2 separate regions of the Sus scrofa genome follow, and region 2 is linked to region 1. The links are chromatin contacts, called in public Hi-C maps. All regions are on one chromosome and are shown on one strand. The core of a region is the stretch at or near the end of the contact, and the rest is flanking DNA. Distances in the headings are between cores, read along the strand shown. Region 1 holds the start of TRIM24 (transcription intermediary factor 1-alpha). Region 2 holds the start of CREB3L2 (cyclic AMP-responsive element-binding protein 3-like protein 2).

The links. Hi-C and Micro-C count contacts between places; a contact is called where the count stands out from the background.
Region 2: a contact with region 1 is called in a Hi-C map of liver, with 10 times the contacts expected there. The contact joins the promoter of CREB3L2 here to the promoter of TRIM24 in region 1. A contact is called at or near these places in 1 of 5 promoter capture datasets (liver), 2 of 47 Hi-C or Micro-C datasets (liver and skeletal muscle) and 1 of 2 datasets of contacts at active chromatin or transcription factors (alveolar macrophages).

The regions. Positions count from the first base shown.
Region 1 is chr18:11,150,231-11,153,510 of Sscrofa11.1, reverse strand. It overlaps TRIM24 (transcription intermediary factor 1-alpha), which reads left to right and starts at 1,756. Exons shown (of 19, transcript XM_021079187.1): 1 at 1,756-2,476. The coding sequence starts at 2,113.
Region 2 is chr18:11,531,706-11,534,985 of Sscrofa11.1, reverse strand. It overlaps CREB3L2 (cyclic AMP-responsive element-binding protein 3-like protein 2), which reads right to left and starts at 1,802. Exons shown (of 12, transcript XM_003134635.4): 1 at 1,274-1,802. The coding sequence starts at 1,375. It overlaps AKR1D1 (3-oxo-5-beta-steroid 4-dehydrogenase), which reads left to right and starts at 2,140. Exons shown (of 9, transcript XM_021078691.1): 1 at 2,140-3,280.

The DNA.
Region 1 (3,280 bases), core at 507-3,006:
TCAGATTGCACAGCATTCTTTCAAAACAAGGCTCTCAATTTACCTCTCTTTTCTTCACCACCATCATCTGAGGGACTAAAAGGCACTTGTCTCTTAGTCTACTTGAATCCTGTATACCACCTCTGTAATGAAATATTAACACGTTAAAAGCACTAGTTTATAACACAGAATTTGCTTTCCTATTACATGAAGATTTTCAAAGTACAGCTACCATAACAGGGTACAGAGCGAAGGGCATTTCAAAACAAAGGGAAAAGCTTGTGCAAAGTGGGTAAGAGTTAAAATTGCTAGAGCATAAAGTATGAGAGTAGTGGGAGCTTCAGCTTGAGAGGTGTATAGGGATGAAATCGTTGAGGGACAATAAGTGGGTTAAGAAATTTGTTTCTTTAAGGGTGGTCCTGGACCATCCACATCACAATCAGGAGATCCTGCTAAAACTGAATCTGGGGAGGGGCTCAAGAACCAGCTTTTAAGTAAATGTGGCAGGCGATTTTTATGCAAACTAAGGTTTAAGAAACAACTATACAAGATAAATAGCCCTTGAATGTCATTAAGAATGAAAATGACACTCTGGAAGCCACTGGAGATTGGATTTAAGAATCTGGGAAAGAGCCTGCTAGGAGAGGAATATTTTGGGAAAGGTAAGGTCATGAGGGAGAGCTGAGTTGCCTAGAGTTTGCTCTCCCCCATTGTCATCGCTTCTTCCAGGATCATTTCAATTTTAACAAAGCCTTTTCTGACCCCATCCCACTCTCAAAGATTCAGCATCACTTCATGTGTTCCTAAAAAATGGCACTTCCATATAATTTTTTTCCCATAATTGTGTTCAAAAGCTTTGTTTCTCCCACCCTGTTTCTATACTTCAAAATCCTTAAAAGCTTAGCCACTTTAGAGTGAAAAATGTGTGCGACTTCTAAAATGTGTGTGTGTGTGTGTGTGTGTGTGTGTGTGTGTGTTGGGAGGGAGGGCTTCGGGTGGGTGGCTGGAAAAGAATATTTTAGAATTATTTGGACATTAGTATTAACATTTATTTTTATTCCTTGTAATAAAAAAAACCACTTTTGAACAGTCTTTATGTATTAATTCTTTGGAGAATAAACCATGTTTATTCACTTGAAAAGCAAATCACTGACTTTAAAAATTGATTTCACCTTTTTCATTGGGGAAATCCTTTAAAATTTCCCGACTTGCAAGAGAACTTCCCCTCTTAACAATTCATGCTCATAATTCATCATACTCAATTCATGTGGCAAAATATATGCTGCCTGCACAATATCTTTTTTACGCAACATTTTTCCATTTTTAAAATTTTTTCCTTGTTTGCTCTTCACAATCTCCACTTCGACTCTCCCAACATATTTACTTCCCCTACAGGAGCCCATCTTCAGTAGCAGAACGGGAGTTTTCGAAGCAGTTACTTAATTAAAAGCGTCGGTAGACAAAGTGAAGCTCCGCCCCATAGGTGGGGCTAACACAGGCGGACCGAATTAGGTGGTTGATCGTTAACAAATGAGCCCTTAATCTTTTCAGAGGAGCTAAACACACACAAAGGCCCAATCAGAGGCCGTGGTTCCAGGAGTTGGGGGGAGGGGCTGGGCAAGAGCCCTCCCACCTCCTAGCCTCCCGCCGCGGCTGTCGGAGCCTCGCGGGCTTGGGAAGGCCCCGCCCCCCGGCCAGGCGCGGCGGCTATTGGGTGGCGCGCTGCTCGCCGACGTCTCGGTTGCTGGGAGAGGGAGGGAGGGGGCGGGGCCTGAGGTGGGCCAGGGGGCCCGAAAGAAAGGCGGGGAGGCGAGGGCGGGCTGGGCGGATTCGACGAGCGCCGCGGCGGTTGGCGAAGCGGATGGGGCGCAGCCTCCCCGGTGCGAGGAGCAGTCCCCGCTGACAGATCCCCTTCTTCCGGCCGCGCCACCCGGGAGGCGGATCCCTGGGGCCTGAGAAGGCTTCCTTGGCCCGGGCCTCCCTCCCTCCCTCCCTCTCCTGCGGGTCACCCTAGCGGCCTGGGAGGAGGAGGAGGAGGAGGCGGTGGAGGAGGAGGTCGTCGGGGGCGGTGGGCAGAGACCGCGCTCCTCCTTTCCCGGCGGCGGCGGCGGCGGCGGCGGCGGGGGCAGGACAATGGAGGTGGCTGTGGAGAAGGCGGCGACGGCGGCCGCAGCGGCTTCGGTGGCGGCCGCCGGGGGGCCCTCGGCTGCGCCGAGCGGGGAGAACGAGGCCGAGAGTCGGCAGGGCCCCGACTCGGAGCGCGGAAGCGAGGCGGCCCGGCTCAACCTGTTGGACACTTGCGCCGTGTGCCACCAGAACATCCAGAGCCGGGCGCCCAAGCTGCTGCCCTGCCTGCACTCGTTCTGCCAGCGCTGTCTGCCCGCGCCCCAGCGCTACCTCATGCTGCCCGCGCCCATGCTGGGCTCCGGCGAGACCCCGCCGCCGGTCCCCGCCCCCGGCTCGCCGGTCAGCGGCTCCTCGCCGTTCGCTACCCAAGGTGAGAGCCGGCCGCGGAGGCGGGGGGCTGGGGAACGCGGGGAGGGACCCCGGGAGGCCGGCGCCCCGGTGCGTCGCGGCGACCCGCTGTCATGTCGCCGCCGCTCGGGGTGCGCGGCGGGGGAGGGGCGGAGAGGGTCTGTGCTGGCGGCGGTGACATGGAGGGCCCGCGCGCTCTGCGGCGTGCCGCGCGCCCCGTGAGCAACTTCCACCGGCGCCGCGGACTCCAGCGCTGCTGCTGCTTCTGCTGCTCCTGCTCCCCAGCTTTCTCCTCCCGGGGTGCCTGGCTGGTGCGACCCGCACTTTTGAAAACCCCTGTCGGAGTCTGCTGCAGACTGTTTGTCGGGTCCCTTGCCGACTGCATCTAGTTAACTGCTACCCTTGGCCTCCCCAAAGCTTTGTCCAGGTCCATATGATCCTAATCATCTCGTATATACCCACGTTATTTGAGCCGGAGGGGGGAAAGGAAGGGATGAAGATGAAGTGATAGTGACTTTCTTTGATGATTGATTACACATCGGATGCCGTCTATTTTTTGTCTTGAATGTTTTGGGTTATTTTCCTTAATGAGCCCCCAATTCTCTCGTCTCTGATGGGGACAAAGGAACTGAGAGACGATGTTTTGTTGTCCTCTGTCGGAGATTTTATTTTAAGACAGTAAATGGTAAAGAGAAATAGAACAAAGTGATTTGGGGTGCAGTATTTTCTTGTATTTTGTAGACAGCACCTGGAAATGTTGAAGTTACTGTTCTCTTTGTGGTGTTTGTTACTGTATAATGAGACTTTTGACAGGTAGCTCCCATTG
Region 2 (3,280 bases), core at 553-3,052, 380 kb before region 1:
CAACGTGCTCTAAGTTCAGTACTGGCAACAGGAAGCACATCTTCTCCCTCCTCCCCCCCACATCCAAAGGCAACCCACGTGGTCTCCTCGGGACAGGCTCAGTGAGCAAAGCCCAGAAGATCACACCACACATCTGGCTTTTGACCCAGCATGAACTACCACTCCCTCCCTCTCAGCCCTGCACTCTGCATGTTTTCAACAAGCCATTCCCAACCACCGCAAATGCCTTGGTGGGAATCACAGAGAGGCCCTCATCCCTTTTCCCAAAATAACGCCAGCCAGAGGCAAAGGCCAAAGAGGTGGAGCCTGCAGGCCATTTTGCAAAAGTTTCAAATATCCTGGCCCTGACCCCATTAAAAGAATCATGAAGGGGAAACAGCCAAGCCTCTCGTTTTCTCATTAGTGTCTCTCTCTCTCCCTCTCAATACAAACTCTGTATTTGTAATAAAGAAACAAAGAGGTCTCACAGAAAGTGTATTATCAGTGCTGGCTGTTGGAAACAAAATTTCATTTTGCAAATGTAATATCAAAAACTCGGAATTGAAAACTTCAAAAGAAACTTATGCTCTGTGACCAGTGGGGTCTCTGTGGCATAAGAACTGAACTGGTGAGCTGTCCCACCTACTCCAAAGCCTTTCTGAAATATGCAGTGCCTCAGATTTTCCATACCCCTTTGCTGATCTTTTCTCTGAAGGAGGAAGCCGATTTCTTGGCTGCACAGTTAAAGAAGCCAAATAAAGCAGTCTCCCTCCTAATAGGAAGGAGTCTTTTCAAAACACACACACACACACACACACACACACACAGGTATACTTCTTAAAATACAAATAAGAAAGTAAAGCGAGAGAGACAGGGAGATAGAATATGACAACAAAGGAAAGAAAATGCTACTTTATTTTGTCCAGTTTTTTAAAAACCTTCCCACAAAAATGAGCAGCACACTAGAAGGGGATTATCAAAACATCTACCCCTTCTCTCGCTTTACAGTGCAGAAAGCATAGAAAATGAGACTGCAGATGTGAAAAACCCATAGGGAACCCAGTGTAAGTTGCTTAAAAAAATACAAAGCGTTGTTACTATTACCAAAAGTTTTAAAGGGCTAGCTGCCCACCTTCACTGTTCAGTTAGAAAAACCACACCTCTTCCCAGATTTTTTTCTTTCTGGGCCATGCTCTTCCCAAATACTTCCTTCCCAGTTCCCTGCCCCGAACTGTTCCTTTGGTGACACTTCCCCCTCTCAAGCCGCCCCTTCCCCGCCCCGCCGAGTCCTCACCGTATGGTACATGAGAGCCTCTGTTTCCCCGGGCTCTGACAGCTCGCTCAGCTTGCGGTCCCACTGCAGGACGCTCTGCTCCCCGCTCTCCAGCACCTCCATGGTGGTCCGAGGCGCGCTGGGCCGAGGATGCTGAGGGCAGGAGGGGAGCCGGCAGGGTCTCGGAGAGCGAGATTCGCCTCCACACGAGTGTATGTGTGTGTGTGTGTGTGTGTGTGTGTGTGTGTGCGCGCGTGCGTGTGCGTGTAGCTTATGCACTTAGGAAGGAAAACGTTCGCTTCTCTGCCTCAGAAAGAACTGCCAAGGGCTCCGGTCCGGAGATTCCCCGGAGGAGAGTGACGGTCCTGAGGTCAGACCGAAGGCTGAGGAGGTGAAAGCAGGGTGTGCATCCAAAAGAAAGACAGGAAATCAGCTCTCATTCCCAGAAAGCCTTTCTCAACAAGCCCACTCTCCGCTAGGGCTCCAGACACAAACTTTGAGACTCCCCAGGGCTCCTCAGCTCTGCTCCCGGACGCAGCTACGACTCCACCTCCCTCCAGAGCGTGGACCAATCGAATACTCATCTCACCCATCCTACCCAATCAGAAGTCTCGCTCTCCGCCCAAAGGCGGGGGCAGTGGGAAGTCTCCGCCTAGGCTGTGGAATGTGGGAGGGGAGAGCCTTGACGTCACCGGGGAACTACTCCTGTCTTAGCGTGGCCGACAGCCGCAATCTGCGGCAGCAGACAAATGGAGTGCTGGAAACCTAAAGTGATGGACTGGGGGCGCAACCAATGAGGAAAGGGCGCCTGGGAGGGCCAGCCAATCAAATAGCGACAAGAATACATTTTATACTAGGGAGGGTGCACTCTGAAGCCTCTTTAAGAATCCACAGAAATCAGCGCGCGCGTCTGGAGGAGGCCAGAGCTGGTTTCAGGGCTGTGTTACGTACTGTCTTAAGTATTTTCAAATAGATTAGCCCATTGGAGTCTTTCAGGATTTCTGAAAAATAAGTTACATTATACACAAATTAAATATTCTCTGTTGTGCATGAATTTGTATTGGCACAGTTCTGGCAAATCGTAATTGCTGGTGCTTCCTATTTTTCTCCCGCTTTCTGTTGTGCTCTTCTCCTGAGGTGTTTTTTTGTTTTGTTTCGTTTTAATGGGGTCTCCTTATTTTATTTTTTTTCCTTTTATTTACTGAAGAGACATTATTGGAAAGAGTAAAGCTTTCTTTTCCAGGTCATAGAGCTTTTACCTCAAGGGAGGAGTCAGACAGTAAACAGGTAAAGGAATGAGTGATAGAATGTAAGAAAGTGGTAATGCTGTAAAGAAAAATAAAAGCAAGGTAAAAGGATGGGGCAGATGGATGCTATTTTAGTAACAGTCGGGAAGGTGACATCTGCGAGCAGACCTGAGCGAAAGGAGGTGTGGATAGGAGCTGGGTTTTTGTTGGTGTTGTGGCTGTTGCCTGAGCTGCTGCCAGTAAATGAGGGGAGAGGGGGCCCGAGACACAGGCAGGGGCCAGACCACCAGGCCGAGATTAGCAAAGAGCCGCGTCTAAAATACCACCCACCCCCCCCAACAAATTGTGATTTTTCTCCCTCCTTTCAGACTCCTCCTTTGAAGGAAACAGAGTGTTTACATGTATAATTTGTTCACTTTAAATGTAAGGAAGGCATTGCCAGTTGTCTCTAGAAGTTTCTTACAAGGGCACATCCAGCTATGGAGGTAAGGTGTTACTTTGGCCCCTTTGCAGGTATTTTTTTAGTGGGTGGGGTCAGTCAAATTTTGTCTTAAGATTCTTTGTTATCTTTGAGTGACCGTTTATCATAGCGATTCTCCCATTTGTCTGGCCCTATTTCCTGGGTCGTTTGAGAATATTTTAATGCTTGTGTAGAAAATGTAGCTTATGGGCCCGCAGCTTCCTCATACAATTTTTTTTTTTTTTCAGTTTTCTCTTGGTCCTTGGTTTTTATACCTCCTTTACCCCATCCTTTTCATAGATCACCTTTTCAATTTCTAGA